Linked DNA regions of Mus musculus: region 2 is linked to region 1. The links are chromatin contacts, called in public promoter capture Hi-C maps. All regions are on one chromosome and are shown on one strand. The core of a region is the stretch at or near the end of the contact, and the rest is flanking DNA. Distances in the headings are between cores, read along the strand shown.

What was found. Promoter capture Hi-C pulls out the DNA fragments that hold promoters and counts their contacts.
Region 2: a contact with region 1 is called in a promoter capture Hi-C map of embryonic stem cells. The contact joins the promoter of Bahcc1 here to the promoter of Prpsap1 in region 1.

What each region holds. Positions count from the first base shown.
Region 1 is chr11:116,487,864-116,493,265 of GRCm38.p6, forward strand. It overlaps Prpsap1 (phosphoribosyl pyrophosphate synthetase-associated protein 1), which reads right to left and starts at 2,483. Exons shown (of 10, transcript NM_026364.1): 1 at 2,185-2,483; 2 at 255-307. The coding sequence starts at 2,354.
Region 2 is chr11:120,230,047-120,235,448 of GRCm38.p6, forward strand. Bahcc1 (BAH domain and coiled-coil containing 1) reads left to right here and starts at 2,901. Exons shown (of 28, transcript NM_001347621.2): 1 at 2,901-3,061. It overlaps 2900052L18Rik (RIKEN cDNA 2900052L18 gene), which reads right to left and starts at 1,571. Exons shown (of 2, transcript NR_151480.1): 1 at 1,449-1,571; 2 at 1-1,252. Gm11772 (a long non-coding RNA gene) reads right to left here. Exons shown (of 2, transcript XR_001780401.2): 2 at 5,138-5,402.

The DNA of each region.
Region 1 (5,402 bases), core at 1,233-3,732:
ATGGGCCGGAGCAAACAGAAGAAGGGGGTGGGGAATTTGAGGCCTTGATGGACTATATAGTTAATGCCTATCATAAATGAATGAATGGAATAAGGGTCAGAAGTGGCGGAGACTGCTTGTCATCCCAACACTAGCGGCAAAGCAGGAGGATTCAGAGGTTAAGCCAGCCCAGGCTACATGAGATACTGCAGTAGCTGCTGCAACAATAACAACACATCCCAAACTTAAAAAAAAAAATCAACTTTTTAACTTACCTCCATTGGTCTCCTGATATACAACAGATTTCCCCAATTCAGCACCAAGACGCCTATTACACAAAAACAAAACAAAACAAAAAAAGATGGTAAGAGCATGCAACTAACTAAGCCAGCATTCTGGAAGCTGAGGCAGGAGGATTGCTGTAAGGTGAGGACCAGTCTGGGATACATAGTGAGTAACAGGCCAGCCAGGACTACTAGCAAGACCAAACTTAAAAAAAAAAAAAAAAGCCAGGAGTGTCTCAAGCCTTTAATCCCAGCTCTTGGGAGGCAGAGGCAGGAGGATCTCTGCAAGGCTATCTATCCTGGTCTACAAAGCTTACTGGAATTAGCATAACAAAAGGCAAAACCACTAATCTTTTTTCTTTGTTTTATTTATATGTGAGTACACAGTAGTTGTTTGTCTTCAGACACATCAGAAGAGGGCATCAGATCTCATTACAGGTGGTTGTGAGCCACCATGTGGTTGCTGGGAATTGAACTCAGGACCTCTGGAAGAGCAGTCAGTAATCTTAACTGCTGAGCCATCTCTCCAGCCCAAAACCACTAATTTTTAAAGTGGAGCTTTCTCAAGGCAAGGTCACGTGTGATAAGTGTGACCCAATACAAACAAGCTCAACTTTCATGTTTAAAGGGATCCTTGGCCTGGACAAGACAAATAATCAGGGGCTGGAGAGATGACTCAGCAGTTAAGAGCACTGGCTACTCTTCTAGGGGTCCAGAGTTCAATTCCCAGCACCCACACGGTGGCTCACGACCATCTGTAATGAGATCTGGCGCCCCCTTCTGGCCTTCAGGCACACATGCAGACAGAACATTGTATACACGATAAATAAATCATGAAAAGAAACAGAAACCGGAGAGACTGACTGTCTCCCTGTACATATCTCCTAAACCCACTTCAAAGTCCAACTGATAATAAAACAGGTGGAGCTAAGAACTTTTGAAATATGAAAATGACTTTAAATGTTCAAAGTCAAGTCATTTACGCCAGGGAGTCCAAGTGCGCACCTGAACTGCCAGCATCGGAAAGGCCAAGGCCAGAAATATCACACCATTTAGAGTGTGACCAGGGTCATAAGACCTTATCTCAGAAACCAAAGCCCATGATGGGTGTGGTGTTCCCGCGGCAGAAGCAGGCAGATCTCCCGGCTTGAACTCTTGAGAGTGCAAGCCTCATCCATTCACTAAGTTCCAGGCCAGCAGGAGCTACGATAAAGCTCTGTCCCATAAAGGAGAAGAGAAACGATACATATTACTAAAAAGCTTATTTCACAAAGGGCCCTTAAGGCTCTTTATACCAGGGCTCTAGTTTTCTCCAAAATTGAAAAGGGGCCTTTAAGTAGACCGGTTATTATCAGCAGGGCACCGGGAGGCTCTGCTCTGCAGGATTCTTCTCCATGATTTCCGCAAAGTTCAGGCTCACGCTCCCATCCCTTCCCCATAGAAGCACCCACAGTTTGTAAGTAAGGTTTAAAAAAAAAAAAAAAAATCACGTCCTTCATCCATCCAGCATCGGTAACAACAAACAAGCCTGGAAAGACATCTCAGGGCCCCCACGGTCCCCTGAGGTCAGTGGTTAACACACGCACACACCCCTAAGCAAACACTTTTTTGTACAACTGATCCTACACACTTGTAATCGCGGCTCTCCCCCCGCCCAGCCCGAAGTACTTCTGAGTTCCCTTCTCCCTGACTGTCCTAACCCTTCGGTCTAGGATGGACCCACATCGCCTGTCGCTTTAGGGACGCCTGGAAATGGCGATGGTCAGATTCAGGGCAAGCGCAGGAAACCTCTCTAGGGTTAAGAGTGCGCCGCGGCCCTGGGACGGGGTTGGGGAGTCGGCCCAAACCTGCTGCTCCCGGGTGCAAAGGTGGAGGTGACGGGGAGAGGGGCTAGGGCCACCCCGGGGACCACCTCGCTTACTCAGTGATGCGCTTGGCCAGTTCCGTGCAGGCGGCCGTGGAGTTGGCCGAGAAGACTCGGTAGCCGGTGCGGGCTGCGTTCATGGCCGGCGAGGCGGCGGGCCGAGCCCGCGGGACACGCAGAGCAGAGCACGCGGACAGCGGGGGCAGCAGCAGCAGCTTCCTGGGCATCCTCCGGCCCGAGGCGCGGCTACAGCGGTCCGCGCGGGGCCGCAGAGGGACGAGGCGCGACACAGATGCGTCCGGATCTCCAAGCCGCACCGAAGGCGCAGCCGAGCGCCGCAGCCTCCTTCGGACCCCGCGGCAGGCCGCGCCCCTCCGCGACACCGAGTCGAGCAGCTAGAGCGTCCGCCCCCGCCGCCATCTCGGAAAAGGGCAGGGAGGTGGGCATGGCATGGAGAGCCTGTTCTGACACAGGCGCCGCTGACTCGCGTGTTCGCCTGAGTTTGAGTCTCCGGGGACAGGTATTTTAATGTCCACTATTCTGGGAGGTGCAGCCATGTTTAGTGGTACTTATAAATGTTTTCAAATTTACTGCCAGGAACTAAGATGTCCGCCCAGGGACCGGAGACAATCTAGCCTCACGCCTCTATGATGAACGAGCCTCCGGCGCTCCCCTCCACGCTTGCGCAGGCTGGGATTTATTTGAAAAGGGACAGCCGGCCCTTTCCCTTTTGCGGGCACTTAAACTAACTGCTCCAGAATCTGGACGTGGAGGCCTTCCCTAGACGTTATATCTGTGTCTGCACGTGAGGCAAGGTTGCACTCCTGCCCGTTGTTGTTCTCAGTTCTCCCACCCGTCCCCCTCAACCCCAGCCAGCCGCTCTGCCCGCATGAGTTCGCCTTGTGCAAATACAGAAGGCGCGTGTGTTCATTTACTTTTGTGTAAATAGATGAAGTCGTTCCAAAGAGACATTTGAGCCTCTCGATCTATCAGACTGTTTGAAAAACGGACCCCCAAAGAAGTAAAGATCTTCCCCCACCCACCTCAGGAATGTCATGCTGGGAGAAAAAAAAACGTGACTCCCAAAAACAGCTTTCACAGAGCTCCAGAGACTTCTCAGACCACCTTACAGGCTGAGGTTGAAGCCCATGCAAGGGCGTCTCAATGATGGTCGGGACCTTGCCCTGGAAGGGACGGCTTAGGTGGCAAATCCTCGGCCTTCTGCTTACATTTTTATCTCACTTCTGGACGGAGGACAGACTTGTGGACTTCTCTGGATTCCTCTGTTCCTCTTACCGATGTTGCTAGGTTTAATAAATCTCCCTTTTCTGCTTTCTGTTTTCAGTTCGACTTTTAATTTTAATTTTAATTTAATTTAATTTAATTTAATTTAATTTGGCTTTTCGAGTCAGGGTTTCTCTGTGTAGCCCTGGCTGTCCTGGAACTCGCTGTGTAGACCAGGCTGGACTCGAACTCAGAAATCTGCCTGAACATTGAGTCTTTCTGTGTCTGTGCACCGTGCATACACAGTGCCTGCAAAGGCCAGAAGAGGGTGTCAGATTCTCTGGAACTGTAGTTTGGAGTCAGTTGTGGGCTGCTGGGTCTTCAGGAACAGCAGCCAGTGCTCTTAACTGCTGAGCCATCCCTCCCGTGCCCAAGTTGCAATTTTAATTAACATATTGAAGAAGGTGGCCAGACCTGACTTGGACTCAGATTGTGAGCCCCAAGGTTGATTACACTAGACCTAATCAGGAAGGGCCGATAAGCTCTCTGGCCTCACCTCATAACCTGTTTCGCTAGGCCTTTTCCCTTCCTGCTCTTTAAGTAGCACATGGCAGGTACCCTCTTCAGTCTTCCTATTCTCTCAGTGTTATTCAAGGGCCAGACACCAGGGACCACCATAAAAGGGTGAAGCTTCAGTGTCTTGCACGGAATCACCAATTGCTGATACATATCTTATGCAAGGAAGGGACTTACAAAACACATTCATGACCTTGGCAACCTGAATCTGGACCATGACCCTCGTCACCCAGTCCTGGGGCACCTGCTCAATAAACTATCCCTGTCTGACTGAGATTGGTGTTTGTGTGGCTTGTGAGGCGATTTCTGGCCCCCAACACATATGATCTTATACTATGACACATACCTGAGGAAATATGAAAGGGGAAATGATGTATTTAAGTTCCTGGTTTTGCCAGTTTTAATCCAAAATCGACTGGGTCCATTGCTTCCGGTCACAGCCAAAATGGAATATCTTAATATCAGAAGTATATGGTAAGAGCTTGAAGTGGAAACTTCAATTTTCTTTGGAAAGTCAGCTGGAGATTGAAATCGCTGCAGAGAACCATTTCTAAACAGGTCCACTTCCCCCGTATCCTAGTAACCTTCCTTTTCCACTGCCTCAGGTGGGTGGTGGGCTAGAGGGGACGCTGAAGCATTTAAGAACCATCATGAAAAGTAGGTTTTGAAAAAAATCAAAGCAACAAGGGCTCCTTCCAATCTGTTCGCCCGTTCACAAGTGTCTGACTAGGGCTACCAAGGGCTCCTTAGTGAGAGCCGTCCACAGTCATCTCCCCTTGTCTCAGACCTCCAGCACTTATTGATGGGAGGAGCATCTCATACTGATGGGAGTATCCCAAACTGATGGCAGCATACCATACTGATGGGAGGAGCATCCCATATGGATGGGAGCATCCCATACTGATGGCAGCATGCCATACTGATGGGAGGAGCATCTCATACTGATGGGAGCATCCCATACTGATGGGAGTATCCCATACTGATGGGAGCATCCCATGGGGATTCAGATGCTAACTGTGACACTTAAGCAGGTGTGAACTTTGCAATCCCTGCACACATCAGCCAGCCTGAGCTCCTCCACCCCACTCCCTAATAAATCTGTGGCTCTCCATTGCTTTTGGAATAAAAACTAACTTTCCTATAGAAAAAGCAAACCATTTGCCTTTATTCTTAGGCCAAAATCTATATAGATTTTTCAAGGGGTGTAAGGCTTTCTACTCAACAGTAAGTAATTAGTTCTGTAGGTGTCTGTGTCTTTCTTCTTCTTCTTCCTTCCTCTTCCTCCTCCTCCTCCTCCTTCTTCTTTTCTTCTTTTCCTTCCCCTCCTCCTTCTCCTTCTCCTCCTCCTCTTCCTCCTTCCCCTCTCCCACTCTTCCTCCTCCTCCTCCTCCTCCTCCTCCGAGTGTGGGTGGGGAGGGGAGGAGTCAACAGTGACCTATGTAACTGAGGATGGTTTTGAACTCTGATCCTCCTAC
Region 2 (5,402 bases), core at 1,651-4,150, 3.7 Mb after region 1:
AGGCCGAGCCCTGTGAGAGGAACACGGGAGCTTATTTTGGTCTTGTGGAACTGCCGGGGGCTGTGCGCCCGCGCTGGGCAGCTGCCAGCCTCTGGCGGCATCCAGAGGCGCGTCGGCAGCTATTTGCTGTAACAACTATTTTGAAACAGTATTGAGCGAAGGAGGAAAAAGGCCACTAGACTTAAGTGAATACTGAGGTTAGAGAGGACGCAGAGGTGGGAGCGAGACAGCAAGGAGCCGAGGCCTTTCACACTCTGGGAGCCTTTCGGGGATGTGAGACGACACAGAACGGGGTTGGGGTGGACACAGAACATGGCGGGGTTGGAGACAAATCCTCCTGCCCAGCTTTTAGGGATCCGGCGGTGCTGATCCCCAAGATTCTAAACCGGCTTGAGGAGGAAAGAAACCTCGCGTTCTCGTGTCTAGCAGCAGGCCTGTGTGCAGATGGATTACCGGTGTGCCCTTCTGACCATCTCCACCCGCCCTGGAGGGATAGATCCCACACTTGGAGATCTTCCCGGTCCAGCCTAGAGGACCCGGGTTACGCAAAATCAAAGAGTGGGTGCAAGCTGTCTAGGCGCGCCCCTCCCCCACACTGGCTTCCCGGGTCCCCTCGAGGTTGCAGCAGCTCGGAGGATTGCCACGCTGTGTCCTTGTAGCATCCAATTATTTCTCTCTCTCTCTTTTTTTAAAATCCTTTTCCCTTTTTCTTTTTCTTTTTGAAGGGACGGATGGGGTAAGGGAGAATACTTTAAACGGGGAGATAGATATAAAGATTCCTGGATCGGTAAACAAAATCAGTGAAAGAAAATAGCGAGGAACTCGAATTCCAAGCACTCAGAAAATCTGCGGCTTGCAAGAGATGCTTACACCAACCGAGAACAGGGGCGCTCGCGTTCCGGGGCCTCCCGTTGCCAGCAGCGGTTTCTCCCGAGCCGGGAATCTTCTCTCCGTGCGTGCGAAGCGGGAAACGGCTGCCCGCCGCTGGAGGGACCAGAACAACGGAGCTCACCTCAGGCCAAGCCCGGCCGGCGTTCGCCGTCGGGTCACCACCGAGCCACCGGGAGCCGGAATTCGCGCCCATCCCTCACAGGATGGCCTGATTCAATCGCGTACTGGATCTGCAGGAGATGTGCCTCACCGCAGCTCGTGCGCCCCGGCGCGCAGCAATCACCGCGCTGGAGAGGGCGCAATCCCGGGCTGGCCTCGCGCCTCCACCCCGCAGTCAGGCTTGTGTTCCCCGTCCGGCGGCCTGCGGAGACCCCGGCTTACCTAGAGCGGGCGGCGGCCGAAGCCCAGTCGCTTGCGAGGGGGAAATCCCGGAGTCCCCGCCCGCCGCCCCCATCCTCCCAGGTCAGCGTGGCCCGCAGGGGGCCAGGCCGGCCCGGCAGTGCGCCCGCTTCCCCTTTCTCTTCAGATGCCTTTGATCCCCAAGCTCTCCGCCGCACCTCGGCTCCCGAGCTGCCTGGGTCGGCCCGCGGGGATCCTGGAAACCGTCCCCGGTTTATCTCCTTTCATCAAGCGGCCTTGGGCAGCCTTGAAACCGCGGAGCCAGTAATTGCTTTTTTCAGGAGGCCCGGTGCGGACTGGATAACAGCCAATCAGCGCCTTGTTTACACTTAGTGATGGACAGCCCGCTGGCAAAGTGCCAACCAATCGTGACCGTTTTGCAGAAGCAAGGGAGGCGGGGAAAGAGAGGAGACCACAGATCTCAGATTTAACTCCTTTGTGTCCACGCAGGAAAGAGACTGGAAAAATCCAAAGGAATATAGCTGTGTCGATTGGCATCTACTTAAATACTCCCCCCCAACACACAGAGAAAAAGAGAAGCAGAAATTATGTATTCATCGCCACTAAGACATCACCTCTACTTCTTGAGAATAAATAACATTTGGGTAGGCAACCAAATTCTAACCGAAATATTTGCTTGCAGAATATTTTAAAAGCGCTTTGATTCTGATTATGATAAAGAGAATTGTTTAGAGGCTGTTTTCCATTGTAGAGAGAAATTTGCGAATATGCAGGGACAGGCCCTGAGAAATGCTAAGCATGGTTTTCACACCATGACAACCACCCCTAAAATTATCAAGTGAAGATATTTTTAAAATCTAGGGGCTGATAGAAAAAGTAAATCCTTATCTTGGCAACAGAGCCTCGATTTTCATTTCGATTGTTGCTACGCTGCAAAGTGTGGCGGAGGGAGATAATAATTGAGAGCGGACAGATAGATGGCTGGCGAAGAAAGGTACATCTGCCTCTCGGGCAGGGGGAAGAAGGGCATATATGGAGCCTGTGGGCATGCCTCAGGCAGAAGTGTATTCCTAGTTTGGGTGGGGGGCGCCTGGGAGTGGAGGTACATCAGGGTAACTCAGAATCTGCGCTTGGAAGTTGGGCCTACGTGCAGCAGGTTCTGCCACCTGCCAAACAGACCCTTGGTATGGACAGAGCATCTGGTTTACAGCGTGAGGCTATTTCTTCTTTTTTATTTTGTGCATAAAAACAAATAAAAATGCCCCAAACCTTACACCTGACAAATTATGGAAAAACAAAACCACAAGTCTCCCCTGGACACGGACACCCGTTCTCACTATCCCTAGCTCCTCTCCCGCCCTGCGCCACCACATTCCCATTCAGCAGCAATGATCTGCGCAAAGGAGCTGCGCAGTCGCTGGGCTTGAATTAGGCGCCATCAGGCTTGGTAGTAGCCCTGCTGCTCCCTGATTGGCAGCTCCCTGGCCCGGCGCCAGCCTATTGGGAGGCCTGTTTACGCCGAATGAGTGGCACGAGCTCAGGGCCGTGGAGGGCCGAGCAGCCAATCAGCGCTCGGGCTGCTCCGGGCTGAGTGGCACGAGCTTATTAGTATGCAGGGCCCGTGGCTCGCCGCGCCGGGCTGCAGGTTTGAGAGCCGCTCTGGATGGGCTCGCTAGAGTCGTTGTTGTGGAAGCCGTGCATTCACAGTGCAACAGTCAGCACATTGAAAATACCAATAGGAATACAAACCAAAGTCACATTTACTGATTTAATTGTATTGCATTCAATTGTATCCAGGAAACAGCCTCCAGTAAGTAACTCAAATTGCTTTCATTTTTAATTTTTTTTGCTATTTTTATTATTTTATTATATTATTTTGGTTTTTGGGGGTTTACATTTTTAAGCAAAAGAAATTCAGGATTGTGATGTTAAATAATAGAGCTTCCCTTTTAAAATCCGTTATGATGTTGAAAGGCTTTTTTTTAAAAGATGGACTATATATATGAGTACGATATTTTTTCTTCTGAAAAATTTTATCGATCGGTTTAAAATTCCCCCCGTAATGCGTCCTTGCTTTGCTCTGAGCGCTTGTTGTCTCGATCGACACCCTGCATTAAAAATAAATTATCGAGACAGGACAGAGACCGCCAAGCTTCGTTCAGCAAGAGCCTCGCGGGTAGCCCCGAATGGACAGTCAGTGAGAGCCCAGTTCTGGAGGAACCAGGAGCGAACCCCAATTATTTGCTCCCCCATCTTACTCCCCTCCCCCAGCAATCTTGAATGGGCTCCGCCCGGTCGTTCCGTGGCGCAGGGAACGGTCGGCTCTCCGTGGCCACGGCTTTCCGGGCCTCAGTGAAGGGACAGGAGATTAGAGGGGTACTGGCAGGTTTTCAGGTTCCGCTCCCCACAGACTTAATTCTTTTCAGAACATTTCCCTTTTTTTCCCTCTCTGGGGGAGTTGGGATGGAGGAGGGGGGCTGAACAGTGGGGCGTCTTCATGCTGCGCGTTCTGGGCAGCACGCGGGCTCAGGCCAAGACCCGCGTGGCGTGGTCCGGGGACCGGTCCATTTCCCAGAGCGGGGGTCTTGCACCACCCAGTCCCCGTTCCTAGCTGGGCTGATGGGGGGGGGGCGGGTTTCGCAGGGAGCGGGTTGTGAAGCGACGCTGGAGCCATTCGCTCCCGGCGCGCTCCTGGCTGCGGCCTGGCCTTGCAGGCCCCATTGCGCCCACCCGCGCGGGAAACTCGGCAGGAGGGAGCCCACGGACTCCAGAGCTTGGCCTCCACCGGAGGACAAAGGCGTCTCAGACCCGGCGTTTCGATGCGAAATTTGAAAACAAAGCAAACCTTGAGGAGCTGGGGGTACGAGTGCTGCCCAAGCCTCAGGAGGGTGCACAATTCTGGGGGTCACGCCCAGCCACCCGGGGGAGGATTTCTGGGGTTCGGGTTCTTTAGCTGTGCTCTCGTCGTCGGCTCTCCGGCCGCGCGCGGCTCTCTGCCCGCTGCCACTGTTTCCTCTGGTCCAATCCTGCCCGGGGTCCATTGCGGTGTCTTGTACCGGGGTTTGGCTTGGGGAGGCCTCGGAGCCTCGGGACTCGGCGATCTGCTGCATCTCAGCTTCCGGCCGCGGCTCTCGGTCTGTGGCCTCAGTTTCTGCCCTTACTCGCTCCGTATGGAGCCGGCTTTCCCAGGCCCTGGGCGCGAGCAGACCGGGGCGGCGCGGCAGCTCTCGGGCAGGACAGAACACAAAGAAAAGTCCCCTCTAGTCCGTTCAGAAGCGCAACGGCGGGTACCGGAGACACAACCCACCCCTTGTTTGCGTAGAAAGTCTAGCAGGCTTGAGAGAAAGGCACGAACGAGCCGGCGATCGGCCCGCAGGGGGTGGAGAGTAAAGCCACTGCTTGAGCCCAGAGCCCGCGTCCCGAGAATCGCCGGCAGCCCCCACTTTCGCTCCCACTTTGAAATGTCTTACTGGGGGTGGGGGGCCCAGAACAAAAGCCCAGCGCACACGACTCCCCGGAGGCCGTCGCGAAGCCTTGTACCGCGCGCGCAGCCTCCGACCCCACTCCGGCCCTCGGCGCCTTTGAAGCGGCAGGTTCCTGACCTCCCTCCCCTTCCTCCTTTCCCTTTGTCCTGCTCGGCGCCCTCCGGGGCTCGAGAGGCGCCGGCCTGGGTTGGGGCGCGCAAGTCCCTCTCCATCCCCGGGCAGCCCATCCTCTGACCCCGGCGCCAACAACGCCTCGGCCTTGTTTGAGCCTTCCGCGCCGTGGCTATCGCCGAATAGGCCCGCGCGGTGGAGAAGCGAGTTATTTGTTGGACCCGGGGAGAGTGAAGCTCCCCAGAGGGAAGAGAGCCCCAAACCCCTTTGTATGCAGTTCGAGCACAAAGAAGTCTTTGTGTAGTCCCGTTTATTTACAATGCAAAATTCTCCGAATAAATATTAAAAAAAGCTTATCAGCTGAGCAAATATGTATTCACTTAATACATTATGTTTTCGGTTATAGATTAAATCAGACACAAAATAGTGTGCAAATAAGACAGTGTAGAACCCAGAGCATAAAATATAGCAATTTTAAATGGTATTTACGAAATAGAAAACATCTTAATCGCTTTGTTGTCACGGTGGAATGGCTTTAAAAAAGGTTTTGATTGT